Linked DNA regions of Sus scrofa: all the other regions are linked to region 1. A link is a contact called in public HiChIP or PLAC-seq and promoter capture Hi-C data. All regions are on one chromosome and are shown on one strand. Each heading gives the region's core, a stretch centred on a gene start, on an enhancer-like site or on the middle of the called end of the contact. The rest is flanking DNA. Distances are from core to core; before and after follow the strand shown. Region 1 holds the start of RPL31 (60S ribosomal protein L31). Region 2 holds the start of CNOT11 (CCR4-NOT transcription complex subunit 11). Region 3 holds the start of NPAS2 (neuronal PAS domain-containing protein 2). Region 4 holds the start of TBC1D8 (TBC1 domain family member 8).

Region 1 (7,918 bases), core at 2,193-4,692:
ATAAATTAACAAATTTGTACGATTTCCTCTGGAGGCAATTTCTGTCCCTTGTTCTATATGCCTGCATACATCTTTTCATCAGTAAACTTTTTTTAATTTTATGATGTTTCTAAGGCTACAGATACGGAAAAGATGGAAGCAAGCAACAAGCCACGTAATAGCCTTAGGTTTTTGGAACAGCCTAGAAGTTTCCTGATCTTTGTTTTAAAGGCAAAAAAAAAAAAAAAAAAGGAAGAAGGGTTTGGTGTAGAAATGACAGCAAAACTAACAAAAACAGAAAACGTTCCCAGAAACATCTCCACTTGGAGACCCAGGTAATCCGTGGAGATAATCAAGCCATTATCCACTAAAGCATGCGTAGCCTATTGTTAAGTTCACCTGGGTTGGAGCTCTAGGGGCTCTGCCTGTCAGCACAGAGGTACCAGTGATGTGCCCAGGGTTTGTGTGTCTGTGTGGGAGATGTGTGCACATGTCCGGTGAATGGGGGAAATACTACAGCAGCTTCTGCCAACACAGAAGCTGCTTGTGGAAGCTTCAGCACGGTGATTGCGAGGGTGCCCTGGCACACCGTGATTGAGGCTCAAGATGGCAACGATCTGCAGAGTGCTTTCTACAAGCTGTGAAATAGGGAAAGCTCTCCCAGTTCTACAGCCAGGACCAGCTGGGGATGGATGGTATAAGAAGCTGCCATATCAATACATCAAAAGGAGTTTATCATTTACACAAGTGCCATATTCCTGAATAATGGTAAGTCTAAATATTCTAACACATATTAGGATTATTTATCTTTAAAGGAACCAGAAATGAACCCTCTTTTTGAAACAAAAAGTCTGAGTGAAACTGGATTAAGTACTTTGAACTGTTTTGTCAGTTCAGAGGTTTATCCATCTGATTTTTCCATAAAAGAATTTGTATTTTCCTTGGCTGTCAGAATCTGTACTTCTAAGTAGGACAAACTTTTTTTTTTTTTTTTTTTTTTAAGGCAACAGCATATTTGTGTCCTAGGATTATCTAGCTGGAATCCATTAGCAGAAGGTGGAGTAGGTCGTGCCGCTAATTTAATTTAATGCTGCTTAAATCTGACATGTTCAGAGTCTGGATAAACTCAGAAACTCCTGTTGGGTAATATTTCTTTAAACCCACAGAACATCAGAAGTTTAATCCCTAAATTTTTCATTTAACTTTGCTAACTAAAAGAGTATTTTGCAACCCTGTCCTGGTTCCTGAAAAGCCATAACCTTTCTATTTGGAAAACTATAAAGGCTTAGCTAACAAGTGACTGAAACGTGAACTCTGGAATACACCAAGTCTTAGAATATTTTAAACTAACTCAGCTAAAATGTAGTATCTTCTGTCTCTAATGGCAATTAACATCCATTCAATTAATCTGAAATTTTTGTTTATATAGTCAACATGGTGTACTTGTCAACTATGATACTGTTCTAAGCCATGACATTTTGTACTCTTGCCAAATTATCTGGTAAAATGTGGGTGCTGGGTACAAAATTGCTTCAGTTTCTCTCCTCACTTGATGTGAAGCCTGACAGTTTTAAAGTCAGCCATCAATAACCTAGAGATATAACTAATTTAGATCCCCTAGAGAAATGCCATATGTAGCTTTTTTTGGACACATACAAGGCACTTCATACATTGAACTTTATACAATGCATATGACCAAGACAAACCACAGTATACTTCACTTCTCTTAGCATAACATGGTTGATTCAATAGCTGAAATATCCAGCCTATGGTATCTGTGGAAAAGCTTTAGTTTCTTGGGAAAAATAAAAGCTCATTAGAAACACTACAAGAAAATCTCCTTAGGATTTTTGCCTAACCAGACAATGTCCAGTTATGGGAGAAGCAGGGTAACCTGTTAGCATATTCACTAAAGTAATGCATGCCTTAAAATGTATACTCCAATGTTTATACACTTAAAAGTTCCTGAATTTAATTCAGTAGATGACTCAATATCCTTTAAAACCAACTGCCCTCTCCCAATGTCCCCATTTTTTTCAGTGGTGCCATGACCCACACATCGACACAAACTGAAAATCTTTATCCTCCACGCTGGTAAATTCATTTTTGTCAGAGGGAATTTTGTACCTGGAAAGATATCACCACTAACTGTAAGTCATGTAATGTCCAATTTATTGATCTTAAAAAGGTATCAATTAGCATTCTTTTAACCATTACACTGTCAACATTTCCCATATTAATCACATACTACCTAAACAACAGATGAGTCGATATTTAGGAATTTACAAAAAAAAATTTCCCCAATTATGAAAAGAGATTACAGATAGAAACACTCGTAAGAATTTAATTCAAATCTCAAGTCTGATACAGATTTAAGAGTTCTAAAAAGGACCCACAAAATATAACAAAATTGATTATCTTTACATCAGAACTGGCTGCAAGGTGTGAATATCACAGATTTAACTTTGTCTTGTATTTTATTCCATGATCATTCTCACGCCTTCTCAATGGTCCAGTTTTAACATACATTTCGAGGGCTCCAGTTAACTCAGCAAATAAAATTTTACACCTCCCTAGGTTTAAGGACCTTACCATACCCACGCTGCCTGCAACAAAAGAATGCAATTTCTGACCAACTTAAGGTCCAGAGTTGTCAACCCATCGGTTTGGCATGGGGATCTGGGACGTGGCTACGCGGTCAACTCACACCAGACGTGCTGGCGTCAGATTCCTCACTTTTCATTTCCAAAGTCAGATTTCTCTCTTTTCATTTCCAGGTGTTGGGGAAAAGTGCTATTGCTATTATGGGGCCATTTGCGTGTGATAGAGCTGAAAACAAATACTGCTTTAAGGTCATGAAATCACACTGATTTCTTCGATGTAAAAGTCGTATACAGTATTTTACTCCTTTCCAAGGTGATTTGTCAACTACTCTACTAACGGTGCTTCCAAAACTGACATTTCATATAGCCAATTATAAACTGTCAATTTTAATTTAAAAATACTTATTGTGCAAACCTTTCCTCGGCCTCCTCCTCACTCCTAGCCCAGCCACCCTCACCCACGGCCCGCGGCTGCACAGCAGCCTCCGCGTGAGGCTCCCGGGTACCGGGCTGCGAGGACGCCGGTTCGCGAGCCCGCCCTGCTCGACGGGAGCATCTCCAGGGCCACCAGCCTGGCGTACAGGTTCAGGCAACGCTAGCCTGGCCGATCGCTGAGAGAGTGGGAAAACCAGAAAAGCATCTTCTCGCCTCGCCTCGGTCCGCTCCTCCTGGGGGCCTAGGTTCCGGCATCCTCTAAAAGCCCTTGTTAGTGCGCAGGCAGCTGGAACGCGGCGGTAGGAAACGACGCAGAGAGGGCGACGTTCGAGCGCGCGGCCGCGGCCCGCTCAGGCCCCGCTCAGGCCCCGCCCTCGAGACAAGCTTGCATTTCTTGCGGCGCGCGCCGTGGACGTCACAGCCTCTCCCCCCGCCCACCCTTCCAGGTGACCCGGAAATTGTACTTGCGACGCCGCTTTCCTTCTCCCACAAACCCTTGCGCTCTTCCTTTCCAACCAGGGCCGGGGAAAGTGAGTATGGGTGCTGGCTCCCAGCTTGAGGAATCCGGCGCCATCCTCGCCTGGGATTGTGTCGAATGAAACAGGGGGCTCTCTCCTGAGCCGACCTGGGCCTCCGCGTTCCAGGGGCACGGGAGTCTGCGTTGCGTTTAAGGGCTCCCGGAGCCTGTGAGGGAGAGTGGCCGGCTTAGGAGAGCCGGGGCTGCAGGGGGTTCCGGGGGCGGGGGCGTCTAAGGGCGCAGACGTGCCGTGGCCCGCCGGGCTTTTCCCAGACGTGGGCCTTCAGGGACCTGGCCGGACTCTCTGCCCCTGGAAGCGTCCCGAGGCCAGGCCGGGAGGAAGGACTTGGCTTGGGTTTGTCCCACTCACTCTGAGCCTCCTTGTCGCCTGGGTCTAGATGGCTCCCGCAAAGAAGGGTGGCGAGAAGAAGAAGGGCCGGTCCGCCATCAACGAGGTGGTAACCAGGGAGTACACGATCAACATTCACAAGCGCATCCATGGCGTGTGAGTAATGCCTGCGTTCGGCCAGTGTCTTCTGACCGCGCGGGGTCTAGAAATGAACCGTTTCTTCAAGAGCCCAAGTCTTTACTGCATAGACCTTATCGAAGGCTGTTTGTAGGGTTTAAAGCGAAATGGAGGTTAACGCCTAAATAAGGGTTCTGGGAAGCCTACTTGGGGAGATGCGGTGGTAAATCGATGCTACTTCTTGCTGTGTTGATCGAATTAAACCCGGCAGGTCTAGGGGTGAGACGTGTGTGTGAGGATGAGTAGACCTTTTCACTGTCTCCAGAGTCCAGTAAAGTCAACCAGGTAACTAAAAACGCCAGGTCCGGCCCAGAGTCCGAACATTGCAATGGGGTAATTTTAGTTCTCCCACCCACACAGCTAAGTACTAAGTAATATTGGTCCAGTTGTGGTGCTGGATGTGGAAGTTCTGGAGAGGCCAGAGAAGAAAGTGTTCTGAAGTTAGCGGGCAGTGGTTTGTGGAGAAGACGCTGGCTGCATATGTGATATACAAGGACGTTGGGAATGACTGTGAATGTCGTAGTTCTTGATTTTCCTCCCTGGGGTGTGGTTTTTATAGTTCTTTGTTTATTTTTATTTTGTCTTTTTAGGGCCGCACCCGGCATGTGGAAGTTCCCAGGCTAGGGGTCCAATCAGAGCTGTAGCCACCAGCCTATACCACAGCCACAGCAACGCAGGATCCGAGCCTGGCCTGCAACCTACAGCACAGCTCTTGGCAACGCTGGATCCTTAACCCACTGAGCGGGCCCAGGGATCGAACCTGCCTCTTCATGGATGCTAGTCGGATTCGTTTTTAGTTCTTGAGCTTTGTGCGTGTTCCCCCTTTTATGCACACGGTGCTGACTAGTAATAACAGACCAAATCCATCGAGTGCTGTTATTTGGAGTGTTTTTAAGAGCCAGGGTGGTGCTGCAAAATACTCAGGCACCAGTCTGGGGAGCAACTTGTCTGGGCATTCTCATCTCAGGACAACTGATTTTCGAAAGGGATTTAAATGTGTGGCACTGTCTCTTAGCCCTGGCGTTTCCAGCCAAGCGTTGGCCATGTGTGAAGCCTGAGGTCTCTGGGGGTTTCTGGGTCAACGGTGCCCTTTTTGTGCATTACTGCAGCTTGTAACCACATTCTCTCCTCCCACCCCGTTATTGGGGCACGAATGTGTTCACTGGGGGGCATGTTAAGCACTTAACTGTGTCTGGGGCTCTGCGGATTCACAAGGGAACCAAAGATCCTGCCTTCCGAGTTTCCTTGGTGGGGAAGTTAGGGAAGTATCCAGCTATAAAATGGTAGAAAGTGCCAGATGGTGAGTAAGTCACAGGTGAAAGGGGCGGTGGTTTAAAGGTCAGACAACTGGGAATTGGAAGAGTGGGCTTGAGCCATTGCAGGTGGATGAGATTTGGGGGCATTTTGCCGCAAAGGCTTTAACTGAAGATGTGTGCAGAGCAGTCTTTTGGTCTTTTTTTAGTTCTTACTTGATTGGCAGCAACTGAGAGTCCTTTGTTCATTTTACTTCCCGAAGATTCCATGGTTTTGTTTTTCTTTTGCTTCTCTAGCTGTTCCTCAGTCTGCTCTGTCCCTCCTCACTGCCCATCCTCTTAATGTTGAGTCCAGGGCTCAGGTCCTCCATTTTCTGCCTATACTTGGTAATAACAACTAGTTTTAGGGCCTCACATGCCCAGCTGCTTTTGAAACGTATTACCTGGGTGTTTAATAGGCATCTCTAGCTTTACCTTCCCCCAGACCAGCCCCCTGGGGTCCATCTTCACCCCTGGCCCTCCCACTGCCCCATGGCCTCCCCCCCCCCCCCAATCACTGGCCTGTGGGCATGTCCTCTGGGCTCAGCCTTCCACAATCTGCCTGCGCTGGTCCCTCCACCCAGACACCTGGTCTCTTCTCAAACCCTCTATCGGCAGAAAAGCCATGTTCCTGCTGTGATTCCTCATGAATTGACCACTTTCTTAATCATACCAGGCCAGGCAGTATCTGAGTCTGAGTAGCAGTTTGGTTTTAGTTTCACTTTTTCCCCTGCCTTGGTGTTTTTCTTGCAGACAGCTTGGTAGCTGTCCTTGTCATCTCTGGATCTTGCTGGGGTTTTTTAAACCTGCAGCCCCTTCCCTAATGCTTTCTCCTTTCACTGCTTTATTTTTCTCTGTAGCACTTGATACCATCTGAGTGTCACCCATATAAACCACGTGAAAAATGGGCTTTAAGTGAATGAAGCCAGCTGGCATGATGGGTTTGGGGAGGCTGAGAGGGTAGAGCGAAGGGAGACTTGATAGCACGGCCCCTCCTGTCATTTACAGTGGGGGGATCACCTCTTTACACTTTGGTTTCTGCCCCACTTGGAATAGCTTTCACTTAGCAAATGTGTAACTGATTCAGCCTGTAATAAAGTTTGGTTTTTCCACATTTAACTTACAACATGGAATTCAAAAAGATTTATGTATTCTTATCAAAACCACAGGTTAATAGTGCCTGACACATGCCCTGGAATCTGTAGAATTAACTGTTGCCCTCGACGTATTTCTTGAAACTGGTACATTTCAGACCCCTGCTCTTTAAGACCAAGCTATTAGCGAACTTTTAGTGTTCAATGATTTCCGGAAACATGGCTTGTCTTAGGATGTGACAGATAATCTTAATTGTATTTTAGCTTGAGGACACTTAATTTACCTCAGTGTTGGATATTGTATGTTCAGGCTTATGCTAACCACATTCTTTGATTATATTTTCCCTGGCAGAGAGTATTAGATATTAGAGCATAGGAGTGTTTATCAGGAAAGTGTTGGTCAGTGTGTATGTTAGCATCTCTTAATGGTCATATATAGTCTTTGTTCTACATTATTGAAAGTAGATTGTGCATCTTCTGTGCCCCAAGTATTACACTAGTTCTATTTTTTCCACATGCTGTAGGGGAAAAGAACTGTTTCTGCCTTGTTCCAGGTTTAGATTTGTTTGATGAAAATAGGATAATGCTATACTGTATATTTCATTTAATTTTGTACTCATTCATTTACTTGTGTTTGGATCTCAGGGGTTTTAAGAAGCGTGCCCCTCGGGCACTCAAAGAAATCCGTAAATTTGCCATGAAGGAGATGGGAACTCCGGATGTGCGCATCGACACCAGGCTCAACAAAGCCGTCTGGGCCAAAGGAATAAGGTGCTCAAGTTGTGTGTGTGCCTCCACTCCACTCAGTTAAGCAGCTCACTCTGCACAACTTATACAGACTGAACTCTATATAAGTTCAGTCACTAATGCACACGCATAAGGAAGTATTTTTTTCCAAATATGACAATGGTTCAAAGGCAAGGTAGCATCTGCAGGGAAGCCTTTTGACCTGGTATTTAAACTCAGTAAGTGGTGAAGGAGCCAAGCAGTGTGAGGGTCAGGTAAGAGCAGCACACTTGGTGTGACCTGGGGACAGGCTGATGAAGGTGGGGCAGATGATGTGACTTAAAACCATGAGTGGGTACAGAGAGTCAGGTGGGAACAGATCACATGGGCTCTTGTAGGTCACGGCAAAGAGTTTGGCTTTCCCTCTAGACATACTGGGAAGCCATGGGAGCAGTGGTTTTCAGCCATAAGCAATTTCCCCACCTGTTAGCAGGGCAGGGGGTAGGTTGTCACTAACGGTTACAGACCAGAGACCCTGCCACACATTGTACAGTGCACAAGGCGGGCCACACACACAGAACTACCCAGCCCAGAGAGTAGTAGGGCCAGCTTACACACGGGGGGGTGTGGGTGCACTGGTAGCATGGGGGCTGGGTGCAGCAGGAGCCATCCAACAGGATGGGTGGATGCAGCCCTGCCATGGACCAGCTAGGGTTGTGGTAGGGAGACAAGTCTGATAAAGGTAC
Region 2 (7,918 bases), core at 2,045-4,544, 210 kb after region 1:
ACTCTGTGTAGGGTGAAGAGTTCTCTCTGCCTCCCGGGCCCTGGTGGTTACTGTTTGAGAGCTATCAATATCATTAGTTATAATGATAGCAAGGTGAAATTGTGTCTGTATCCTCCTAAAGAGAATGGGAAACAAGTGATCCACTTTGGAAAGAATTTAAAACAGTTTTGAAACAGGAGGAAAGGGGGCAGGGCACAAACTTTAAAAGAATGGCATCACGGTTGAGGATACCCTAATAATGGGGAGAACTGATTAGACCCAAGATAGCAGAAAGTTGGACTTCCAGGGGACCTTGTACCTCATTATGCGGTCATTGTAATACATTAGCATGCAGAGGACATGCCCACAGGTGCCTTGACAGTGGCCCAATTCCTGAAAATACCCATCCTCTCCCCAGAAATAGCTGGAATAATCCTCCAGCTTGTTAGCCTAGGAAATTACCCAGCCCATAAAAACTTCCACATGCCACAGGCAGCCAAAGCAAAAAAGAGAGAGAAAGAAAAATACAGGCATCTGATAGAGTCTCTTCTGCTAGGCCACACCACTAACCTACCTGAAGCTTCATTCTCCCCTAGAAAAGTAGTCTTAACCACGAATTTCTTGATCAGCACCTGTATGTCCTCTTCATTCCCCAGAGGAAAATGAGGAAACCTGCCACAAAGACCCTGAGCCACAGCAGCCACCTGGAGTACTATAGTGACAATGCCAGGTCCTGAACCCACTGGGCCACCAAGGAACTCCTGTGTTTTTCTTTTTAGCATCATCCTAATTTTGAAAATGCTCCTAAGATAAGAAAAATATTTAGTTGTATTTTTTGTTTTTATTTGGTTTTGGTTTCAGGGGGCTCATAATGTTCAATATTTTGAAATAACTTAGGAAAAAAAACCAATAAAACCTATGCATGCAGGCTAATTGCTGTAACAAACAGACCTCACAAGATTTTTTTTTTTTTTGGCCAGCCCTTGGGATGTGAAAGTTCCTGGGTCAGGGATCGAACCCATACCACAGCTGTAACCAAGGGCCACAAAGGTGACAATCCCAGTTCCTTAACCTCCTGAGCCACAAGGAAACTCCTAGATGTAACAATTGTATTTTATTTATTTATTTATTTATTTATTTTTATGGTTACATTCGTGGCATATGGAAGTTCCCTGTCCAGGGTTTGAATCCAAGCCACAGCTGCAGCAACGCTGAATCCTTTAGCCCACTTCACTGGGCGAAGTATCGAACCCACACCTCCACAGCAACCTGAGCTGCTGCAGTCTAATTTTTTTTTTTTTTTTTAATGGCTGTACCTGCAGCATATGGAGGTTCTTGGGCCAGGGGTCAAATTGGAACTTCAGCCACAGCAAGATTGGATCTGAGCTGCATCTGAAACCTACACTGCAGCTTACGGCAATGCCAGATCCTTAACCCACTGAATGGGTTGGGGGATCGAACCTGCATCCTCACAGAAACAATGTCAGGTCCTTAACCCACTGAGCCATGGTGGGAGCTACTTCAGTAGCATTACTAACCCACTGCATCACAAGGGCGCTCCCTAACCTCACAATTTTAGATGGCTCAAACACAATAAAATTTATTTACTATAATAAAAAAAATGATAGTATTTTCACGATAATTTGAATCAGTTTCCCAAGAATCCAAGCATTAGCAAGTTAAATCTGGTGCTGTTAGTTAATTGGCAGGGCTTTTCCAGGGGGAGATCTAACAGTAAATTGAAGAAGTCTTTGGAATATGCATTTTGATGGCCTAGCAATTTCTCTTTATTCAATTTTACTTTCAAATTAAGGTGGCGCTCAACTAGGTAACTTTTTTTTTTTTTGTCTTTTTAGGGCCACACCCGCGGCATATGGAGGTTCCCAGGCAAGGGGTCAAATCAGAGCTGCAGCTGCTGGCCTACACCACAGCCACAGCCACAGCCACAGCAACGTGGGAGCTGAACTTCGTCTGTGACCTACACCACAGCTCACAGAAACACTGGATCCTTAACCCCTGAGGGAAGCCAGGGATGGAATACGCAACCTCATGGTTCCTAGTAGAATTTGTTTCCGCTGCGCCACAACACTGAGCTGCTATCATTTTTTTCAGCATAGACTGGATTTCTGCAACTGGCCTGGTGGGAATTGCTAGTTGAAATCCTTGTAGGGTTTTGTAGGTCTAGGGAGGAACCTTGCAAGTCTGGGACCAGCCACTTGGTGGGTCCCAGCCTGGAGTGCACACTAGTCACCTGGGCAGATGTTTTTGCTTTTTAAAAATTTTACTAGGGCTGCACCTGTGGCGTATGTAGGTTCCCAGGCTAGGGGTCGAATCCGAGCTGTAGCTGCTGGCCTATGCCACGGCCACAGCAACATCAGATCCGAGCCACATTTGTGACCTACACCACAGCTCACGGCAACCCTGGATCCTTAACCCAGGGATTAAGGATCGAGGCCAGGGATTGAACCAGCATCCTAATGGATGCTAGTCAGATTCGTTTCCCCTGAGCCAGGACAGGACCTCTGTTTTTGCTTTTTGTTTGTTCATACCTGGCCATTAGGGCCAGGATTTGTAAAGGATTCCTGGAAACTTCCAGTGCACAGCTAAGGCCCAGAATGAGCGACCTAGGGCAGACTAGGTAAGAAGTTGCAAAGCAGGAGTTCCCTCGCGGTGCAGTGGGTTAAGGATCAGGCGTGGAGTAGGTTTGGTTCCTGGCTTGGGAATTTTTGTTTGCCACAGCGCAGCCAAAGAAAAAGTTGCACAACAATTTTGTATATAAATGTTTATTGTTAAGTTTCCAGAGATCTTGTTAAAATAGCCATGTACATGTGCAGTATGATTCCATTTCTTTAAAAAGGAGTGTAAGTCTAAAAATTAACTTTGCTTATGAGAAACATGTTATCCTTATCTGCACTTAAAGTTTTAGCATGACCATCCATGTGTGTTATATTAAAAAAGATTTCATATTCTAACATGCATTTTTCCAAACAAATAACACCGTCCTTTATTGAGACCGTTCGTTCCCGCACTGCCCAGGGGGGTCCTGGGGGCTGAACTCTTGAAGGAGGACAGGCAGACTATGCCGCAGCGGGGGGGCTATGGCACCGCTTGACTCCCACAGCGCGAGACCCGGCCGGGCCCCTCCCTCAGGCCCCGCCCCCATTTCCGGCGCTTTGCCCCGCCCACCCAGCGTCTGGGGATCTTCTCCCTGGCCCGGCACCAGCAGCCTCGCTCTGGCTCCGCGCTGCCCTTTCCGCGGCCGGCTGGTTTCTCGGTGTGTTTTGTTTGCGACGCTGTCGTGCAACAGCGCGCTTTACGGCCGCAGGGACGGAGCGAGCCGGCGCCAGGGCCACTCTGGCCGGGGAGCAGGGCGGGCGGGTGAGGTTGATGCCCGGCGGCGGGGCGAGCGCGGCGTCTGGCCGGCTTTTCACCGCCGCAGAGCAAAGAGGGACCCGGGAAGGGGCGGGGTCGGCGTCCAGGTGCGGCCCGGGGGTCTCCGGCTCCGGCAGCGGCAGAGGCGGAGCGGGCGTCCCCGGGCCGGGGAGTGGAGGCCCGGGGGGCCCTGCGGGCAGGATGAGCCTGACCCCGAAGGAACTCTCGAGCCTGCTGAGCATTATCTCGGAGGAGGCGGGCGGCGGCAGCACCTTCGAGGGCCTGTCTACCGCATTCCACCACTACTTCAGCAAGGCCGACCACTTCCGCCTGGGCTCGGTGCTGGTCATGCTGCTGCAGCAGCCAGACCTGCTGCCCAGCGCGGCGCAGCGCCTCACGGCGCTCTATTTGCTCTGGGAGATGTACCGCACCGAACCGCTCGCCGCCAACCCCTTCGCCGCCAGCTTCGCGCATCTGCTCAACCCCGCGCCGCCCGCCCGCGGCGGCCAGGAACCCGACCGGCCGCCGCTCTCAGGTACGCCCGGGGCCAGGTGTGCGTCGCCGAGGGTGAGATTGGCAGCTTCTCGGCCTTCACCCGCACTTGAAACTGATTGTTGCCTTTTGAGATTCCCTACCCCCCACCCCTTCCACCAAGTATGAAGAAGTAACAGCTTCATGGCGCCGAAAATTATCCCTCCCAACAATGCAGGTGGTCCAATCACGCAGCGTAATATGGGGCTTGATGGTTTAGCGCCTCAGATAAAATTTGTTCTCGTCAAGCCCGTCGGAGGTGTGTGAAGTTGTAAGTAATGACACACTGGATCTGCCCCCGGCTTTTAGTCTCAGACGAGTCAATTAGGAGTCATTCAGAACCTGAGGAAGTTGAGCGGAAACACATTTAACAGCGTTTAAGGACATCACAGCCACCTTCTTCTTGCTGTTAGGTCTTTGGGTAATGCGATGGGGGCGGAGGAGAGAAAGTCTCAAATTCACGGCCTAGGTTAGAAAACCCAAGGCTGTTGGACATGATGTGAAAGTTATGCTCGGTCAACTTCCGTGAAGATCGGTGGGTTTGATAGGAGGCTGCCTTTTTAAAAAAAAAAAAAAAACTCCAGAGATGCTTTATGAGACTTGAATTTGGGAGAAGACCTAAACCGGGCGAGGGGAAAGGCCCAGAAGAGATGGTGGTGAGGGTACCTGGAAGACTTAGTCAAGGACCAGTGTAGGGGGTGAGGCAGGTAGAGAGGTGGGAAGCAGCTTGATGGTAGGGTCCTTCAGCGGTGGTAAGACAGGCAGATCACTCCTTAGGTAGGGGGCTGCTATATAGGGAGCCAAGAGGTAAAGGCAGCCGGTTTTGAGTAAATACCAGAGGATTTCCTTGCAGGTGAGGGCTTCCACATTTTAAGATGGTCGTTTTTCCCGCTGCCCACTCCTCTGGATCTTAAGCATCTTCTGGTTGGTTTCCTGCACTGCCCTTGACCTAAGAGGAGTAACCTTTGTATTCCTTGAGGTGTCTGTGGGGTGGGGTGGGGAATGGTACTAAACCTGACTTTCAGGGAGTTTAAGAATGCCCAGAAAGTGGTTTTAATGTGTGTATTCGTCAAACCCACCACCCAAGATGGATGGGGGACAGTTTGGGATTTGGGTTGGGCGCTTTGAATTCTGTAGTCTGGGGTCAAGCCAAGGAACCGTAACCGTCATTCTCAATTGTGATGATTCCAAACCTAGATCTAGGCCGTAGACTGTGTTGTAAACACAAATCTGCCAGGGAAGGAATTCATGGGATTGGTTATTTTGCTGCTGTGCCTCATTTTCCTCATCCGTAAATTGCAGATAATTCTTAGCTGGTAGAGTTAGTATGAGGGGTAAGGGTATCTGCGGTAAGTGTTGTCCATTATTATCATTACTAGGTAGGGATGGTGCTTAAATACCCAACAGGGGGACTGCTGCTGCAGGCTTATTATATTTCACCTCAGGGGGAGCACCTAATGAGTATATGTTTTGAAAGTTTTTCAGATGATTCTGATGCAGAGCCAAGGTTGAGAATGTACCTGGAAGTAAGTAGGATGGCTTCCTTGCACTCTGTCAGGTTGAGACCAGACATAACTGTAGCCCCATGTGGTTAAGGCTGTACCAGATGTCTCACCCACAGGGCCTCAAGGCCCAGGAGCTCGTGTCTGTGCAGCTGGAGAGGCTTTACGAGGGAGCGATGTTTTTGCTGGATATTGATGGTGGGGAGAGAAGCACGTGGTCCTCTCAGGTATTTTTAAGGAGTTGGGTGTATTGGGTGTTTTGAAATAGGAATCAGGGAAGCTGAAAGATTTTGTGCACCTGAATCGTGGAACTCACAGATGGAGAGAAGTTCAGGAGATGAGATGAGGAAAGTGGGTTGGGACCAGATTACGAAAGTCCTACACTGGTGCCAACGTTTGAGTTTAATTCTCTGTAAATAGGTTAAGTATTGTGAGCAGATTTGTACCTAGAAATATAACCAAATGGTAAGTGGGGGTGTGGACTGTGGGTGGTGAATAGTCTGGCCACCCCTCTGCCTGAGAGGGAGGGAGGACAGACGGATGAGGCCCGGTGAGCAGGTGACTGTGGCAAGGGAGGGCCGCTGGGCTTGGCGCTGTGGGAATTGTAGCCGAGCTGTGTGTAGAAGCAGGTGTGTGGAGTAGTGTCTTTGGAACTTGTGATGCTTCCTCATCTTTCCAGCTTTAATGCAGTTGCTAGTAGCAGCAGAGAAGTATTTCTGAGCACTGTCGCTTTTTAAAATTTGTTTTTGCCTGCATAGGCAAGCTTTAACCTTTGCAGGAATTGAGAAATGTTAGAAAACAAAATTCTTAGTAGTTATAAAAACCTTAAGTTTCATCGACATTGTCACAAATCATAGAATTTCAGTTGACATTTAGTCTGCCCTCTGTATCCTCAGGTTCTGCATCCTAGGATTCAGTCAGCCCCTGGTAGAAAATATTCAAGGGGCAAAAGAAATTCCAGAGAGTTCCAGAAAGCAAACCCTAAATTTTGGTGACTGTTTACATAGTATTTCCATTGTACTTATGTAGTATTTACATAGTACTTACAACTGTTTATGTATCATTTACATTGTATTAGGTATTGTGAGTAGTGATTATTTATAAAGTATAAGGGAGGATGCGTGCAGGTTCTATGCAAATATTACACCACTTTACTTAAGGGACCTAAGTACCTTTGGATTTTGCTGTTCACAGCAGGTCCTGGAACCGTTCCTATTTAATTACATTTGCATAAATAAATTTGATGAAATGAATCTTCAATTAAAATTTTGTCTTTAAAGAGGTGAGTTGGAGTTCCCGTCGTGGCTCAGTGGTTAACGAATCCGACTAGGAACCATGAGGTTTGCGGGTTCGATCCCTGGCCTTGCTCAGTGGGTTGAGGATGCAGACGCAGCTCTGATCCTGAGTTGCTGTGGCTCTGGCGTAGGCCGGCAGCTACAGCTCCCATTAGACTCCTAGCCTGGGAACCTCCATGTGCCACGGGAGCGGCCCTAGAAAAGGCAAAAAGACAAAAAAAATAAATAAAAATAAAGAGGTGAGTTGAGGTGGCAAGGAGCAAATGCTAATTTGAGCAGATTTAAGATAATTTTAAAAAATAACTATTAGAGAAATTGTTATACGTTTTTGTTTACAGGCTTTTTACCTCCTATAACTCCACCAGAAAAGTTTTTTCTTTCCCAGCTGATGCTGGCACCCCCAAGGGAACTCTTCAAAAAGACCCCTCGACAGATTGCCTTGATGGATGTCGGAAATATGGGCCAGTCCGTGGACATCAGCGGGCTTCAGCTGGCCTTGGCCGGTAAGGAGGGATCCTGCCTCAGGTGGTCTTGTGTGGTAGCATTAGGCCTTTTTTCTTGCGATGCTCCACTTAAAATGAAGGTCTTTATGCCAAAATGTATTTTCCATGAAAAGCATAGATTTGGTACTGGATCCTTGCTGTTATGGGATAGACATATCATTTTCAGTTTCCACTTGAATCGATTGCTTTCCTTATTTAAGAAAAATGCTGAATAAAACTTGGTCTATTTAAAATTTCCTGGATAACATTTCTACTCAAAGCAATCTGCAGATTCAGTGTAGTTTCTATCAAAATCCCAACGGTGTGTTTTGCAGAAATAGAAAATTCATATGGAACCTCAAGGGACCCTGAATAGTAAACAGTGCTTTCTTGGCTCCTTTGTTGAAAATCATTTGAATATATATGGGAGGGTTTATTTCTGGGCTCTCTTTTCTATGTCAGTTTGTCTTTATTCTAGTACCACATTTTCAGGCAGGGTAGGTCTTTTTTTTTTTTCTTACATGTAAAAAAGGTTTTATTTAGGGAGCTAGACACCAATCCAACAAGCCATACGGTAGCTTTTTTGAAATCAGTGTGTGAGATCTCCACTTTGTTCCTTTGTTTAAACATTTTGGCACCTTCTGTGTTACATATACAAGCAAATATAGAGGTGTTCTTGAAGCCCACTTGTGATGTGATGGAAAGTAACGGGACCAGAGTTCTTGTTGTGGCGCCTTAAGCAAAAGTTGAGATGCAA
Region 3 (7,918 bases), core at 2,017-4,516, 190 kb before region 1:
ATATTTTTAATTAGGTTATGCCACCACAGCTATGAGGGAAAAGAATATCCCACGAGACTGCAAACTCTTTGAATTATTTTTCTGCTCTCTTCAAAGACTGACGTTGTTGACGACAATAAAACACTTTGATGCTCCCCTCCATACATATGGATTCTCTGAAAAAGAGCTGAGGTTCCCTGCCAAATCATGGCAGCATCCAAAAAGCCCTATTCTGTAACCACATCTTTAAAGGACTGACCACATGGTCCCTGTGAATTTCCCTGAACTGGCAATGCAGTTTTGAGATGATTCCTTTGCTCCACGCTGCACATTTTGAAAAATGCACAGATTATGATCCAGATTATGTTATCTGGTTGATGAAAAAATCCTAGCACCCACATCACCTCCTCCATGAAGCCCATCCTGATTCCTTCCTTTGAACTCATGTGGTATTTTGTCTTCTGACACTTGCCCTATTTGGTGCATCTATCCCTGCCTCTACATTGTAAACCCTTTTTGTACAGACATAAACTGCTGTCAAGTTTCCCTCCATCACTCACAGGCCAAGCCTAGCCTGATTCATGAGGAGCCTTTAACAAATGCCAGTAAAAGGAACTGAGCTGCCAAATGCATAGAATGAACAGGCATTCATTCTGATCACTTTCCTCTTCATTCACTTTCCTCTTTGACTCTCTTCTACATTTGGGGAAAAGGCATGTTGTGTTCTGGACCTGACTTGGTTCTTGGCAGCAGACTCCACTCTCTCTTACGATCAGACAGGTGTCCCACCTTGGTGGGATCCACGAGGGATGGAGCCTGGAATAAGTACAACTACACAGATGACACCTCCACAATCACAGGCAGAAACCACATCTTTAATAGGATATCCTACTAGGCAGCAGGTAAAAACAGACCTTAGCCAAAATACTTGTTGCACTGTGGAAAGACTTGACATAATACCTCTGTAAGGCCATTTGTTTCCAAAAAATTCATTTAAGGATTATTCAGCTAGTTCCCAAAAGGGAGGAGGAGGAGGGAGCTGGCATCCCTTTCAAAGCAAGAAAGGAAGGGAGGTGGCTTTAAATTCTGCATTAAATCTGGTTAAAAGCACAGGACTCTCCTTTTCTAGGTGTTAGTCATGCCATGCTTAAGGGCAGGGCAAAAGCTACTTGCCTAAAGGAAAGGGAGGGCCTAGAAAAACAAAGCAAAATAAAATGACTTCATTTTTGAAAATGATGTTTTCTGCTTTTGGAAAGGGAGGGACTTCAAACTACAGTGTGTGCCAAGTGCCTCCTCCTCCTCCTTGAAAAGCCCTCCAAGTCAGAAGCAAGCCTAAGAATAATAGCTTCTCTTAGGATGCTCAAAGCTCCTGCAGCTGATTATTTTTCAGCAGGCGAATTAGACAAAAATAATACAAGTGGGAAATAAAGAGAATGACCTACTTTACAGGGGGGAAAAAGGAGCTCTGGGTGAGCTTTTTTGATCTAATTGACAGTGCTGGGTTGCATGCCCAAATAAGGCGCTGTGGGTCGGTCTCCCCGGGAGAGGGTTTGCCTTGAACTTGAGTGGGGAGTAGATAAAGCAAGGACCCTGGAACCTAGTGGGGGGCGATTCCAGTCTGCTGCCAGCGTTCAGAAGAGAGGCCTTAGGAGATTTCTAGTCTAGAAAACCTAATCTGATGGAAAAGAATGAGTGGGGAGCTTTCCTCTCCAGGGCTACTGGTCGGAATGTGGGAAGGACCCAGGGACATCCTAAAAAGGTTCCTGGTTGTACCTCTAGGTGACCTAGAGGGTGACCTCCCCTGGAGGTAGGGGATGTCTCCGGAGGCGCCTCCACTTGAGGAACGCCGCCGCCCCGCCGGAAGGGAACGGAGTGGGGTCTTCGAGTCTTAGAGATCTCTCCGGGCCTCGGCGGGGGGCGCGGTCTCCCTTTTCCACCAGGCTCTGCTTTGGAGCCCCGCTGAGCTCGGGCACAGCAGCTCCTGGCTCCCAGAGATAATATTTATGGGCCTGTCTGTGTTCGCTGTTTGCGGGAGCCTCACTGAAAGCCTCCCTGTTTCCTCGCGCGCAGCTTTGGCTTCTCCTTTTCTTGGATTCTCGCCTGTCTCCTCCCACAGAGGGAAAAAAAAAAAGGTCACGTATGTTTGGAAAAATATGTAGGTCAGTGGAACATTTCCTGCACTGGTGCAAAAGGAGAGGAGGGCAGCAGGGGAGGGGAAGGAGCAGCAGCGCGGAGCTCCGGGTGCGCGCTCCTGGCCATGGCCCCCCAGCCCACGTGCCTCTGCCTAGGAGGGGGGCAATGGGCCGGCTTCTTTCCATCCTTGACCCATTTTTCCGGACCGGCTACGTTCGCCTTGGAAGAAACACCGATCATTCCTCCCCAGCAGGCGCGGAGGTCCTCCGCAAAGGGCGCTCGCCCATGTCTCCCCGACCCCCGCTGGGGCTCGTAGGAAAAGCGCAGCGGTCCGTCTGCAAAGACGCGCCCGGTGCCATGGCTCCGGCTCCGTGCGCAGGCCTGCCCCGCGAGGACGGCGGCAGGGGACCACAGTGGCGTATTCGCTCCCAAAGCACGGGACCGAGGGGTGGCAGCGGGCTGGGCGTGGGTCGGCACCTGGCCGGGGAGGAAGGTTCCCTGCCACCCCTATTGACAACTTTAACCGGACCTCAGCCGGCAGCTCGGCATCCGCTGGTCTCTCCTCGGGCCAGCTGCGCTCTAGGCACACACCAGCCCCCGCCCTGAGCCGAGTCCCGACCCTGTGCCCCCAGCCGGACCCGGCCGCGCGTTCCCTGGCAGCGGGCAGAAGCGGCGGCGGCCTCGGGGCACGGGTGTCTGTGCCGCCCAGGGAAGCAGGGGTCCGAGGGTCCATCTGCCCGTAGGGCGCGCAGGGTGCGTGTCCAAGGGTGGATCGCGGCCAGGGCCCGGCGTGCGGCCAGGAGACACCCGGCCGGCGGCGGCAGCCGGAGCTCAGGGAAGGAGGAGGAGGACCGGGAGGAGGAGGAGGAGTACCGAGAGGAGGCGGGAGGAGGGAGGGGGAGGAGGAAGAGGCGGCGGCGGCTGTCCCCGCCGGCTCTGCGTGCGGAAGAGTTTGCCGCGCGAGCAGCCGGCCTCCCGCAGGAGCCAAGGGACCGGCGGCGGCGGCGGCGGCCCGGGAGTGGCGGCCGCGTAGCTTCGAGAACCGCAGCCGCGGCGGCGGCGGCGGCGGCAGCCAGAGCAGCGCCTCCCGCCGCCGCCCGGGAGGAGCTCGCCGCGCCCGCTCGCCGCCTCGGCTCCCAGCGGCGGTGGCGGGAGGCGCGTCTCCCCGGCCCAGTCCGCGCCCGGCCCCGCGGGGCCGCCCCGGCCCGCTCCGAGGTAAGGGCCGCACCGGGGGACGCGGGGGCCCGGGTGGGAGGGCGTGCGCACTGGGTCTCGGGACTCGGTCACCTGCTCGCTGGCGCGGTGGGCGCGCGGGGCCCCCCGGGGGACGCTCGGCCCCGGGCTGCGCCGCGCGGGGGTCGGCGGCGAGAGGAGGTGGGGCCCCACCCCCAGTCCCCGGTCCCCGCAGCCGGGACGTCGCGTCTTGCGGGACCGCAGCGGCAGCTGGACTGGTGGGTTCCGTGTGCGTCTCGCCGTAGGAGGCAGAGGACAAGACACCCTGAGCCTCAGGATTTGGGGTGCTCATTGAGTACCGTCGGGGTGGGTGGAGGCCGTGCCCAGATAGCAGCCTCGAAGGTCGTCCATTGGCCTCCCTGAGCCCATCGCGCGCCCCACGGAGCATGGGGGTGCCAGGACCCCGGGAGAGTGCGGCGTGCGTGCTGCAGGGCCGAGGTCTCTCTCGGTCCCTAGATCGGAATTGGTTTGGGCCGGAAGGGGTGCTGAGCCGGCCCCCTGGACGCCTGGAGAGCGCGTAGCCCGGCCCCTTGCGTCGGCCTGCCATTCTGAGCTCCCCAGGTTGGATGCCAGCGTGTTGTTTTGTTGGGAGGTGTGCCCCCCTCCTCTCCCAGAGCCGAAGAGGGAGGCTTACCTTTGACCTTTCCATGGAGCCGTGCAGGGTGCGGAACTGGGGTGGGGGGTAGGGACCAAATTAAAAACCAACCCGCTCCTCTGCTTGCCACTCCTTAACTGCTCAAGGTAAGAAAGTTTGTTTTCGGCCCTGTGATTCATAAATAATTAGTAACCAGTTTTGTTGATTAAGCAAGATGGAAACCTTAAAAATACACACGCACTTCCAGAAAGTCTAAAGGATAACAGGGTTGTATCTGCGAGGCTTTAGTTCGGAAAGTTAAAAACCCCAGAGCTCAACAGGTGTTCAGGAGGGGTCCAAGAGGGAAGAGCTCGGCGGGTTTGGTCTTTAGCACCTGATCCTTTGATTCATCAAATTGATCGGCCTGTTTCTTTCCGGTTAAATATTGAGTAGTTATTAAATTAATTAGCAGAGGGGAGCTGATCATTCTAGATCATTTAGGACTCATTTCTTCTTTTCCTTAATAGGAGGGTTTTCCCCGTTTGCACGTTCCAGATAATTAGCTCAAAAAGTAGTTCCTGGCAAGGTTCAGTTCTGTCCATATCTCTGTCTATCAAACACTATCCAACTCAATCCCGGGTCGGTGAATTGACCGACTCATTATGGCTTGCATTAAAACACAGCAAGTTTTAATTGCTCCACCTTAGGAGGTGTCAGTTCAAAACTCAAGGGCACGTAGCAGCTCTTGCTGCCCTTAAGAGTTCTTAAAGGAAATGTTTGCCGAAAATAACCTCCAAAAGCATTTTAAAATAACTCCCCTATAAATATGATGTTTAAAAGAGCTGTTCAGGCTTGGGCCAGTGTTTTGCAAAAGCAAAAAATCTGTTTGATGGTGCAGCTAAACAGGACGGGTAGAGGTATTGGCATCTCTCAGCAGTCTACCTAAAGATTTAGTTAAAAATAAAGTGTGCGCTGTAAAAGCTTTCAATAATTGTCTTCCATCTCACAGAGAGAGGTGGAGTGTGGCTTAGAAGAATTGTAAATATGCTGCTTTTAGCCATTTTCTTCTTGGAAATCGATGCCTCTATTTATTTGCTGATCTGTCCCACTGTGGCAGGTATAGAGTTGGTTTTATTCTCACTGCTCCCCAGAATGACTCTTGCGAAGGCCAGAGAAAGGAATATATTCTGGAGGAAATATGTTATTAATAAAACATCCCCCCCAAAGAGTTAGGTATGCCAAGAAACGAGCCAAGTGAGGCTTCACTGATTGCTGTGATGAAAAAAAATACCCTGATATGAGAAGAAAGTGTTTAGATGGCAACGAAAGAAGTCATCTTTCTCTAGAAAACAATTACAATTGTTTTTAAGTCCGTTTGGTTCTTGTAAGAGTTTAGGCCCTTTTTACTGTTTCTGGCTAATTAATAAATTATTAATGAAAATGATAAAATAATAAAGATAGTTATAAATAACCCACCTCGTGGTTAGGCAGTCGAATTCATCTTTTATTTTTTTTGGAACCATCTTTCTTAACTCTCAATAATCTTTATAGCTGGCTCTCAGCACCGCTACTTGTTTTTGGGTTACAAAGTCAAAATTAATAATTTTTTTTTAGATTCAAACCATAATGCATTCATATGTTTTTTTTCTCTCACCAGTTTTATATGGTAATTTTTCATAAGTCTGGCTTTTGAGCCTTAAGCATCTAAAGGGCTAAGTCCTTTTCTTTAATTTTTCAAACAAGTATGTATTTTGTTCTTTCCATGAAAAGTCGGTTTTTCCATTGTGATCCGGACCCTGACTGTCCCATGCTGACCCCATGCAGACGGCAGCATCTTTTTCCCAAGAGGAGTCAGACTGTGAGGTGTTGAAAATAACCCAGTACCGCAGTGTTCTTGGTGTTCTTATGCCAGTGGTCTAATTGGCTGCATTAAAGAAGCATCTGAATGAGTTTTGCATTTAAATATTGGAATGATACTCGATGCATTATTTGCTTACAGGAATGTTGGATTAGCATGTTCCTGATTTTCATTAAGTTTGTGGCATAGGCATAGTCAGGGACTGTGACACTGAGTCCCCACGACATCTCCTCCCTTTGAGGCCTTGTTCATCATAGATGCTGCATAGGTAGGTGTAGGAAATGAGCTGACTCGTCAATGATGGTTATCCAGAGGTCAGACATAGCTGAATGCTAATGCGGTACTTTGAGTAATTCTAGTTTAAATCTGATGATGATTAATAGCACCTTAGAGCACTAAATAACACTTAGTACATGTGAACCTATGTTTTAAAGGGAAATTTTTGAAAAGCAGTCTTCGTCTCAGGCACTGGTGTTCTCACTGAATTCTTTGAAACTGGGGACCACTTGGCATTTTAAGGAAAGTAATTTCTAGGTCAAGTTCCCCCAGAGATCACTTGAGCTTCCATGGGTCATAAGACAATGTGTGGTTTCCATTTGATGGTTTGGAATAGAAGAGAGTTTATCTTTTAAATTGGTATAAAAAAATAACTGTTTGAAAAAGGTGGAGGGTGCAGAATGTTTGGTCTCAAACTTTACAGTGCGTGGCATTGACTGGGGCCCTTGCGAAGTGCAGGTGCTCTCTGGGCAGGTCTGGGTCGGGGGCATGTCTTACCAGCTCCCAGAGGCTCTGCATGCTGTGCTACGCAAGTGAGGTTCTGGAATATTCTTAAGTCAGCCTGTATTTACCTAGCATCTACTGCATAGTAGGCCCACGTGATAGACAAAGAAAGAACATGAGTCCTTTCTGCCCTCGAGGAGCTGACAGGATGGAGCGGGGAGGTTCTAGACCGAAATGAAGCCCTAAGACACCTCTCTTCAGCGAGGGGGCCAGAGAGGGACCCAAGAAAGGGGGTTTTCTGGTAGGGCTCCCACGTTGCTGACCTTGACTTCTGGTGTTCTTTGAATGGAAACCTTTGTGACATGGCAGGAAGTAACGTGGAGACAGACTTGGGGTAGCCTCCTTGCTCAGCGACTGTATGACTTGGAGCATCTTTTTAACCTCACTGAGTCTCAGTGTCCTGGTTGGAAAAATGGTAGAAATCATGCTTTACCTCCCCAAGTTGGTAGGATGACCAGGGAAGGCATTGTGTCAGGCCCACCAAAAGGAATGGCTTTTATGACTGTTGATGGGAGAGAGGGGGCTGGTAGGCGAGGAGGAAGAAGAGGTTCCTAAAAGTATTTTGGCATGTTGATCACCAATTAGACATTCAATTTGGTTAATCAACAAACCCAAGGCTGGCCTTGGAGAACCCAGCCTGGGACTAAAGGGCGGGCAGCTGTGCAAGTTAATCAGCAGCAAAATGGAATTATCGGAAGCACCAGGTCTCCACGCTTCTCCTGCAGCGCCCTGGCTTCTGGTGAGCCCCGGTGATCCATGCCCTTCCAGCAAAATATTTACTGAGGCCGTTCGTGGTACAGACCCTGTAGGTTCTGTCGATCAAGACCAACTGGTGATTGTTGCAATCAGGCACGCCCTGCAAATCGGTTTCAGAGGGAAGGGCATTGATGCATCCCTGGCTGGGCACTTTTAAGGGGCAGGGCCATCTATCAGTCCTCTGCACTTAAGCGTGAGTTACCTGAAGGCGTTGCTGAGCCGGAATTCACCCCCTGGCTCCCACCCCGGCCGTTCTATACTTCATGTTCTGAGATGATTGCTTCCTCTCCTGCCATCTGGGAAAGACGGCTAGTCTGAGGCATTGGTCTCCTTTATCCTGCTTTTAGGAGGACCAATCTGGGTGGCCCTCGAAGTGCTTCAGCCCACATTTCTCTAATATGTACGTTTTAGAGTGTCACTTATGATTTGCAAAGGAGATTTCTCTGTTACCGCTCCTACTCGTTGCCCCGCTGCCAAAATAAACCTTGAAAACCAAGTTCAAGAGATGGCAACAGCCCTGTGACCCTGCGAGGGAAGGGCAAGTGATTGGAGCCAAAGCTGGGGCGGGGGTGATGTGTGGGGGGAGGGGGGACAGGGGGCATCTG
Region 4 (7,918 bases), core at 3,931-6,430, 150 kb after region 1:
AGCCTTGGGACCCCTACAAGGATCCCTGGGTGAAACCCCCCCCCCCCATCATGGGACACTGTTCCAGAGACAGGAAACAACCCACCCTGGGCACAGGCAACCATTCAACTCCATTCCCTTTATTTACTAGGATTTAATGTGGTCAAAGACCACCACCCCCTGACCACCCGTCCCCAAATTCTGCTGGTACAAACTGTTATTTAACTATTTAATATACTAATTACACTTATTAAACTCTGCATTAATAGATAAATGTTTCTTACACCCTTACAAGAATGCAAACTTCTTTAAAACACTTCTAAGAAGCCCTCTTGTTCTTCAATTTTTTAAATGTGACTTTGCTTTTCTTTTTTCAAACCTACTAGGTGACAAGGACAACTAAGTCCTCGATGCATACTGTTTATTTTCATGCTAAGCTTTCTTAATAATCGAAGCCTAGTGCATTGCTGATGGGAATGTAAGCTGGGGATAATTTAGGTGAAAAACAGTTTCTAATCCTCTTCAAGTAAGTTTCTGCGCCAGGCTTAAGGCAAAGTTATAACAAAGGCTCAAAGAAACCAATAAATTAGCCCAGATTCATAACCAACAGACTGATCTTGACGCCAGAGCCCTTATTTCCCCCCTCCCATCCATACTTCCTCCCTTGACCTTGTTGGGAAATCGGTTTGCCCAGAGCTGCTACAAAGGCAGTGGCAAGAACAGGGGCTGAAGGGAACCCCTCCAAAAGGCAGAAAACATCAATATTTGATGCAAAGTACAGCTTTTAGACAGCCAGCCTCTTAGGGGAAAGAACGGTCTGATTATACGGGAAGGTGTGTAATAAACACACTGAAAAATAAATAAAATCCTTCAGAGGGGCACACCTGGATGGTGACAGTCAGTATTTACTTTGTTTTAGGTGCTTTGGAGAACCCCAGGGATGGGGAAGTGATGTCGCCTCCCAAAGACTAACTTCTACCCCGTTCTCCCAGAGCTGACTCAGCTTTTGTAAGAAATATTCCCACGGGCTAGAGACGTATCCCAGAGAACACTGGATAGCTTGACCTCCCTCCCAGGGCAGCAAAGTCGCTCTGTCAGGGGAGCTTTGGAAACATCTTGCAATACTGTGTTCAGCCACGTCATGTTCTAACTGGAGGAGGAGGTCACTGTCTTCCACTGTGCCCCAACCCCAGCCCAGGAGCTCCTTCTCTAGGCGGGTCCCTGGGCTGCTAACAGAAGCCACCTCAGAGGCTGGAGCCATGCTCCTTTCCCCTCATGGGAGGAGGCTACAAAAATAGAAGGAGGAGGTCTCTGATGCCTGCCCACGCCATCCAGCTTTCCAGAGTGATCAGCCTGCAGGTACACAGCAAGCCAAGGAGAGAGGGGGCATGTCCCTGTTGCACGTGACCAGAGCAGCCTCAGACTGAAAGCTGGGCCACCTTACCCACCCAACTTTTTTTTTTTTTGTCTTTTTGTCTTTTCTAGGGCCGCTCCCGCGGCATATCGAGGTTCCCAGACTAGGAGTCCAATCGGAGCTGTAGCCGCCAGCCTACATCAGAGCCACAGCAATGCCAGATCCAAGACGCGTCTTCGAACTACACCACAGCTCACGGCAACGCCGGATCCTTAACCCACTGAGCGAGGCCAGGGATCAAACCCGCAACCTCACAGTTCCTAGCTGGATTCGTTAACCACTATGCCACGACGGGAACTCCTGCCCACCCAACTTTTAAGAAAAACGTGGGATCCATCCTTCATGCAGGTACTTGTCCATCTATTCATCCCATGAATGTTTGAAGAGCACAGACCCTGTGCTAGGCACCAGCACAGGGTAAATTACCTGTACTCAGAGAACGGACAATTTAGGAAGGGAAACAATGAACAAAGTAAAAAAGTATTTGCATATTACAAAAGGAGAAACGGCTACGGAGAAAATAAAACTGGAGATGTGTATAAGGAATGTGTGTGAGTGTGTGTGCATGTTGTGTGTGTGTGTGTGTAAGTAGGAGAACGAATTGCAATCCTCAAGGAAACAAAACCTTATATTTCTGAAGGTGGACAAGTTTTAAACAGGTAAGATTACTTTAAACACCAATGGAGGCCTCTCATGTTAAAGACTCTTTTCTTTTACTTAATATCAAACTCAGCCTCACCATAAAAGACACTTCCTTTTATCGCATTCTCTCCCACCCTCTTAAACCATCTCTCCTGATTCTTTCCGAAGAAAAGCCTAACATTGGTCAGAATGTGCACCCATTAATTACATAAACTCAGTCTAAGCTTTAAATCTTTGAAATACATTGTTAAAAAATCGGCCTATTTAGAATTCTACATCTTCTGAAAACTGTCCCCAACATGGGGCTGGCCTGTGTGTCACGTCAGTTTTGATTTTACAATATCTGTAACGGCCGGGGTACGACCAGCCCATCAGTGGATGTGGTAATGGGGTTGCCTAATCCATGCAGCCACGCCATTGGTTCCCCAGCTAAAAGTCCAAAGGTGGAGTGTCCAGCTGCCAAGGGGATGTCATCTTTTCACCATCATCAGAGGTTCTGAGTACCCAGGAAATAAAGCAAAGTGTCGGGTAACTCTTTGCGGGACATTTTCCTCCATTTGGGGACTGTCTTATTGCCTTTAAGAATAAGAAAACTGGGGAGTTCCCATTGTGGCTCCAGCTACTATCCATGAGGATTCGGATTTGATCCTTGGCCTTGCTCAGTGGGTTGAGGATCCAACGTTGCCATGAGCTGTGGTGCAGGTCACTGACACAGCTTGAATCTGGCATCACTGTGGTATAGGCTAGCAGCTGCAGCTCCGATTTGACCCCTAGCCTGGGAACTTCCATATGCTGCAAGTGCAGCTGTAAAAAGCGGGAAAAAAAAAAAAAAAAAAAAGAATAAGGATAAGAAAGGTGGGAGTTCCCACTGTGGCGTAATGTTATCTGTGTGGTTTCTCTGGAGCACTGAGATGCAGGTTCAATCCCCTGCCCACCACAGTTTCAGATCTGATCCCTGGCCCCCAGGGACTCCGTACGCCTCAGGGCGGCCAAGAAAGAAAAGAAAACTTCATATTCACTTCAAACACAAAGTAAACCCAAGGAAGGCCAAGGGCCCAGGCCAGACGACAGCACAGCCCTGCTTGATTTTGGAATGCAGCAGGAGGGGGAGAATCATTCTGAGTTCATCTCAGACACACTGTACCACAAAGCACTGAACCTCGATCAGGCATCAGATCTGGGGCTCTGCCCTCCGTGTCTGGATCCCTCTTCCTGCTGAATGAGTAACCAGATCTCTTCCCCAAAGCAGACACAGGAGCTTTCCACCAACAGTGTACAGTGAACTAAGTCAACGGATGTTTGCTGGGCAAAGGTTCCTTACATTTTCTATTTCACAAATCTTCAAGGCCCATCCTCATCCTCTACTAAAGGAGACCATTCAGAGACCAGGTACTGAATGCACCAAAGATTAAGATACAAAGTCTCAAAAGACTGGAGGGGCAAACCCTTCCTCTGACCTCTTCACCTCTGACGGGCCCCACGGGGCTCCCCCAACCTCCACGTTCCAAGAGCCTGGGCACTAAAATGTCACTGTGTGGCTCAGGGGCACCAAGGTCATAGGACCTCCTGCCTCCTACACTAACTCCCCCACTCAGAGTCTAAAATAGCTCTCTGCCGCACACCTGTCCCCACTGATAACCACCACCACAGGTCACCCCACCACCCTTTCCATCCAGAAATCCTGCCAACTCTTGCCTGAATCCTTGAGGCTCTGTGACATCTGCCCTCCTTAAAGTCTATAGTGCGGGATGGGAAATTCCCCTCGCACTTGGTTCTGTCCTTTCAGGACTTATTTATTAACTGCATTTCCCGGTAGACTTTACTCCTGGAGGGCCGGCCACAGAATAAGGAGAGAGCAGTCACCAACCCCAGCTCGGCCCCTTGGCCACTCTCTCCCTAGCCATGGTCTCCTCCTGGTAGAAGGAGGCACGTGGTGGGAAGATCTAAGGTCCGTTTTATTTCAGATTCCAAAATTTGAAAAGTCCACACAGGTTCCCAAGATACTACTGGAAAAAGCTAGTATTCCTCTACTGGCCTGTTAAAACAGGTGTCCCTGCTAACACAAGCTGTCCAAACCCTTGATTTTCAAAGAGTTTTGGACCAAAACTTATAGGGAGTGGCGAGGAAATGCTGTTTTCCATAAATTTTACGAGCCTGAATTTTTTTTTCCCCCCTATCCTTTCTCCTAGGAAGAAAGGAAAGAGATGAGGGTAGGGCGAGGACAGGAAACTGACCTGCCGAGTTTTGCTAAGTTCAGGAGCTCGGGATTCGCACCACTTGGGTTTCTCCTCTGGGCGTGAGAGGGTTCCCGGAGCCAGGGCCTCTCGAGCTGCGCCCCGCCGTGGGCTGGCCGTGTCCCCAGCGGCGACACCACCTGGAGCCTCGGGCACGTCCAGATGGCCAGGGCGGGCCGGACCCGCTGTCACCTGGCCCGGCCCCGCGGCCCCGCTCCCCCCGGGGCGGCCCTCGCTCCAGCCGGCATCTCTCCTCGGATTCCCGAGCCAAGCCTGGCCTCCGGGCGGTCACCGGGCCAGGCAGCGGAGGCACCTGCCTCGCCCGGGAAAATGCACGAGCCCGCAAGTCCCTTCTGCCACCACCCCGACCGGGACTTGCTGGAGAAATGCAGGAGAAAGGAAAACAAGCCCGAGGTAGGGCCGGGCCGGCCCGGCGTCTCCAACGAAACCCCCAACTGCGCTGCAGCCCCGAGCTGGGGCCGTGGGCCCAGCAGGGAGCGAGGTCCGGGCCCGGCCGCTGCGCCTGCCTGCCCGCCAGCTTCGCGCGCCCCTTACCCGTGAGCCGGCCGCCCCCCTCGCCATGCCCGCGGCGCCGCTGGAGGATGAAGTAGCAGCTGCTCTTCTGAGTCACCCAGAGCTTCAGGGCGTTCTTCAGCAGCACCTCCTCGGGCTTGAGCCACATCGCAGCGGTCCGGCCGCGCCCGCGGGCCCCGGCTCACATCGCCCCGGTCGCCGGGCCGAGCCCGATCGGGAGGAGTCGGCAAGGCGAGAGTGCGACCAACCGGCGCCCTGCGCTCGGGAGTCCCGGGAGCGCTGTAGGCGCAGCTCGCCCCTTGCAGCCCGCGCAGCCCGCGCGTCGGTCCCGCCCCTGGCCCGCCCGGGCCCCGCCCACGGAACCGCCCACCGGGCACCGGGCCACGCCCACCAGTCGCCCAGCGTCCACCCCGCCGGCTCCGGTGGCGCCGCCCGGTTTCCGAATCCCGGCGGCTCCCGCGCAGTTCCGGAGTGGAGGGAGGAAGTCCAGTCCCGGCGGCCAGGCTCCCCGCCTCTCTCGCTGAGGGCGCCAAGGCCCCTCTCCCCTCCTCCGTCCCTGCGAGGTCACAGCCCGGAGAGCTGGAGGAGGAGGTGATGGGGAAAAAGACATCTTGTCGCAGCTCCAGGTTTCCAGCCTAGGGAATTTATCTTTGGGGGGACAGAATGCGTGCCAGGAAACCGAGGTGTGTGTGGAATAACACAGCATTTAAAATAACAAGAAATATTTCTATAAATAATCGACAGATAGCATTCAAAATTAAAAACAATTATTTGCCTTTTTTTTTTTTTTTTTTAAGTGCTGAGCATACGTTTTCTTTGCTCCCACGAGGGATCCCACGAAGCTGCCGAAGAGGCAGCGATGTTGTGGGACCCTGAGGCGAGTGTCAGACCAAACTCAGCACTAGACGTGGACACCCATCCTGCACACAGAAGATGCTGATTTTAGGGCCCCTCCTGAGGATCCCCTACCCAGGAATGAAACCAGTCACATTGGTTCCCAGAGACGTGAAAAGCTGGGAAGTATGGAGGAGATGATAGTAAAAACTATAGGGATTGTGGAGGCAGAGTTTCAAAAATGAGATATTTCTTCAAAGTGTGGTGGACCTGACTTGGCTGCTGGCCTGAACGGGCTGGGGATCTCCATGAGCAGTCTCCTCAATTAAATCCAACATCCTAGGAAGAGAAAAAAAGAAACTCCATCCACCTGACGGTAGGGTTTCAACAAAAGGACCCCGGACAAAACATGACTATTAATTGGGACAAAACTGAAAAGTGGAAGCAAAGTAAAGCTCCCACCAGCCTCCCGGGAACTGAGCAGAAGCTCTTCAATGGAAGCCAAGGAACTTGTTTGCAGACGATCAGAGGGATCAGCTCAGAAACCTAGCCCTGACCTGACAGGTAAGAAGCCAGGTAAGATCCTGTACCCAGGAGGAACAGGACAGCCCACCCAGGGGGCAGAGGCATGTGTGGTCCAGAGCTACAGCCTTGAGGCACAACTGAGAAAGGAAGTCATCTGTTCTCAGGGAGATGTGGGTGCCCCAAGGGGTACAGAGAGTGGGCAGGGGTGGCTGAAAAATATTCCTTCCAGAAATGGTTGCTGGAAACTGCCCCTCCCCCCACTCTCTGCAGGCCCTGGAATTGCCGAGAGAAGGGGACTGAACATGGGCCCTGTCCTAAAGGACTCACAAGCAAGAGACCAGGCCCAAAGTGTCATGGGAGTCATGCTGGGGACAGCAGGATGCACAGAATGAAGGCGCAGTTCCCTCGCACTGGGGATTGACAAAGCCCCACAGGGCAGCTGTGGTTTGACTGGGGCTGGGAAAACAAATATGTTTGCCACAGGGTCAAGTGGGAACGGCAGGTCCGGTGAGCAGATCAACCCATATGCCCTTGTGGTTGAGGGCACACCTCTGGAGAAAGACTGTCCTAGATCAAACCCCGTTCCTGCCACTGGTTCACTGCACAACCTTGACCTCGGGCAAGATAGGTTACTCAGGGAGCCCCAGTCCAGTCGGCTGTAAAATCGGGATCATCATGGCAGCTCCTTTATAGGTGCTCTCCAGCCTATAAGATATTCAAGTCCTTAGAACACACGCAAGCACTCAATAAATGTCAGCTCTTATAACTAAATGTACACAAGTTCTTGGAAGTGAAACAGTCCCCATGCACACTCACCCATATTTTAAACATCATTAAGCTCTGATCATCCGCCAAATAGTAAACATAGACTGTATGGTATTAAATTAGGGCAAGCGATTTATGAAAGCAGCTGGGAGGGCCTGGGAAGGATCCTTTGGGGTACTATGCCCTGTCAGCTCTATCTTTCCACCCCTGAGGTGCCTCCGAGGCCTCCTGTGAACCAAGTCATGTAAAAGCCAGAGGCAAGCAAGAGAGCCCAGGGGATGCCTTTGCCAGAGATCAGGCTCCTGGGCACAGAGCAAGGTGGAGAAGGTTGGAGAAGGGCCCTAGAAGGGCCACTGGAGAATATCCAGCACAGATGGTAGCAGCGTCCCCCGTCACTCATCTCTGGGTGTTCATGGTTGGTGTTAGCGGTTGAATTAAGTCCCCTACAGTCATATGTTAAAGTCCTGACCCCTAATACCTCAGAATGTGACCTTATTTGGAAAAAGGGATGTTGCAGATATAAGGAAGTTACGATGAGGTCTTCACTGGTGTCCTTATAAAATGGGAATGTTGGTGGCACAGAGGGTTAAGAATCCAACTGCAGCTCTAGTCACTGCGAAGAGGAGGGTTGAATCCTTGGTCCAGCGCCATGGGCTAAAGGATCTGGTGTTGCTGCAGCTGCAGCTTGGATTCAGTCTCTGGCCCAGGAACTTCCATACATAGCAGGTGCAGCCAAAAAGTAAATAAATAAATAATTTTTTTTCAATAATAAAATGGTGACGTTGGACACAGGCGGGCACACAGGGAGAACACCATGTGAAGGTGGGAGTGACGCTGTCCCAGCCATAGAAATACCAGAAGCTAGGAGAGAGGCCTGCAACAGATCCTTCCCTCCAAAGGAAACAGCCCTATGAACCCCTTGATCTCAAACTTCCCAAACTGCACGATCATTTCTGTTGTCAGGCTGCCTAGTTTGAGGCACTTTGGTATG

The links. Promoter capture Hi-C pulls out the DNA fragments that hold promoters and counts their contacts. HiChIP or PLAC-seq counts read pairs in DNA pulled down with a chosen protein or histone mark.
Region 2: a contact with region 1 is called in a promoter capture Hi-C map of liver, with 12 times the contacts expected there. The contact joins the promoter of CNOT11 here to the promoter of RPL31 in region 1. A contact is called at or near these places in 3 of 5 promoter capture datasets (fetal liver, fetal skeletal muscle and liver), 17 of 47 Hi-C or Micro-C datasets (blood, brain, embryonic fibroblasts and 10 more) and 2 of 2 datasets of contacts at active chromatin or transcription factors (alveolar macrophages and skeletal muscle).
Region 3: a contact with region 1 is called in a promoter capture Hi-C map of liver, with 2.8 times the contacts expected there. The contact joins the promoter of NPAS2 here to the promoter of RPL31 in region 1. A contact is called at or near these places in 1 of 5 promoter capture datasets (liver), 1 of 47 Hi-C or Micro-C datasets (epiblast stem cells) and 1 of 2 datasets of contacts at active chromatin or transcription factors (skeletal muscle).
Region 4: a contact with region 1 is called in an H3K27ac HiChIP or PLAC-seq map of alveolar macrophages. The contact joins the promoter of TBC1D8 here to the promoter of RPL31 in region 1. A contact is called at or near these places in 2 of 5 promoter capture datasets (fetal liver and liver), 4 of 47 Hi-C or Micro-C datasets (alveolar macrophages, liver and skeletal muscle) and 1 of 2 datasets of contacts at active chromatin or transcription factors (alveolar macrophages).

The regions. Positions count from the first base shown.
Region 1 is chr3:53,290,911-53,298,828 of Sscrofa11.1, reverse strand. RPL31 (60S ribosomal protein L31) reads left to right here and starts at 3,442. Exons shown (of 5, transcript XM_005662362.3): 1 at 3,442-3,547; 2 at 3,933-4,039; 3 at 7,092-7,217. The coding sequence starts at 3,933. It overlaps NPAS2 (neuronal PAS domain-containing protein 2), which reads left to right. Exons shown (of 21, transcript XM_021087167.1): 21 at 1-24.
Region 2 is chr3:53,076,691-53,084,608 of Sscrofa11.1, reverse strand. CNOT11 (CCR4-NOT transcription complex subunit 11) reads left to right here and starts at 3,294. Exons shown (of 7, transcript XM_003124884.6): 1 at 3,294-3,886; 2 at 7,018-7,182. The coding sequence starts at 3,367.
Region 3 is chr3:53,485,723-53,493,640 of Sscrofa11.1, reverse strand. NPAS2 (neuronal PAS domain-containing protein 2) reads left to right here and starts at 3,266. Exons shown (of 21, transcript XM_021087167.1): 1 at 3,266-3,327.
Region 4 is chr3:53,146,321-53,154,238 of Sscrofa11.1, reverse strand. TBC1D8 (TBC1 domain family member 8) reads right to left here and starts at 5,180. Exons shown (of 20, transcript XM_021087166.1): 1 at 4,825-5,180. The coding sequence starts at 4,951.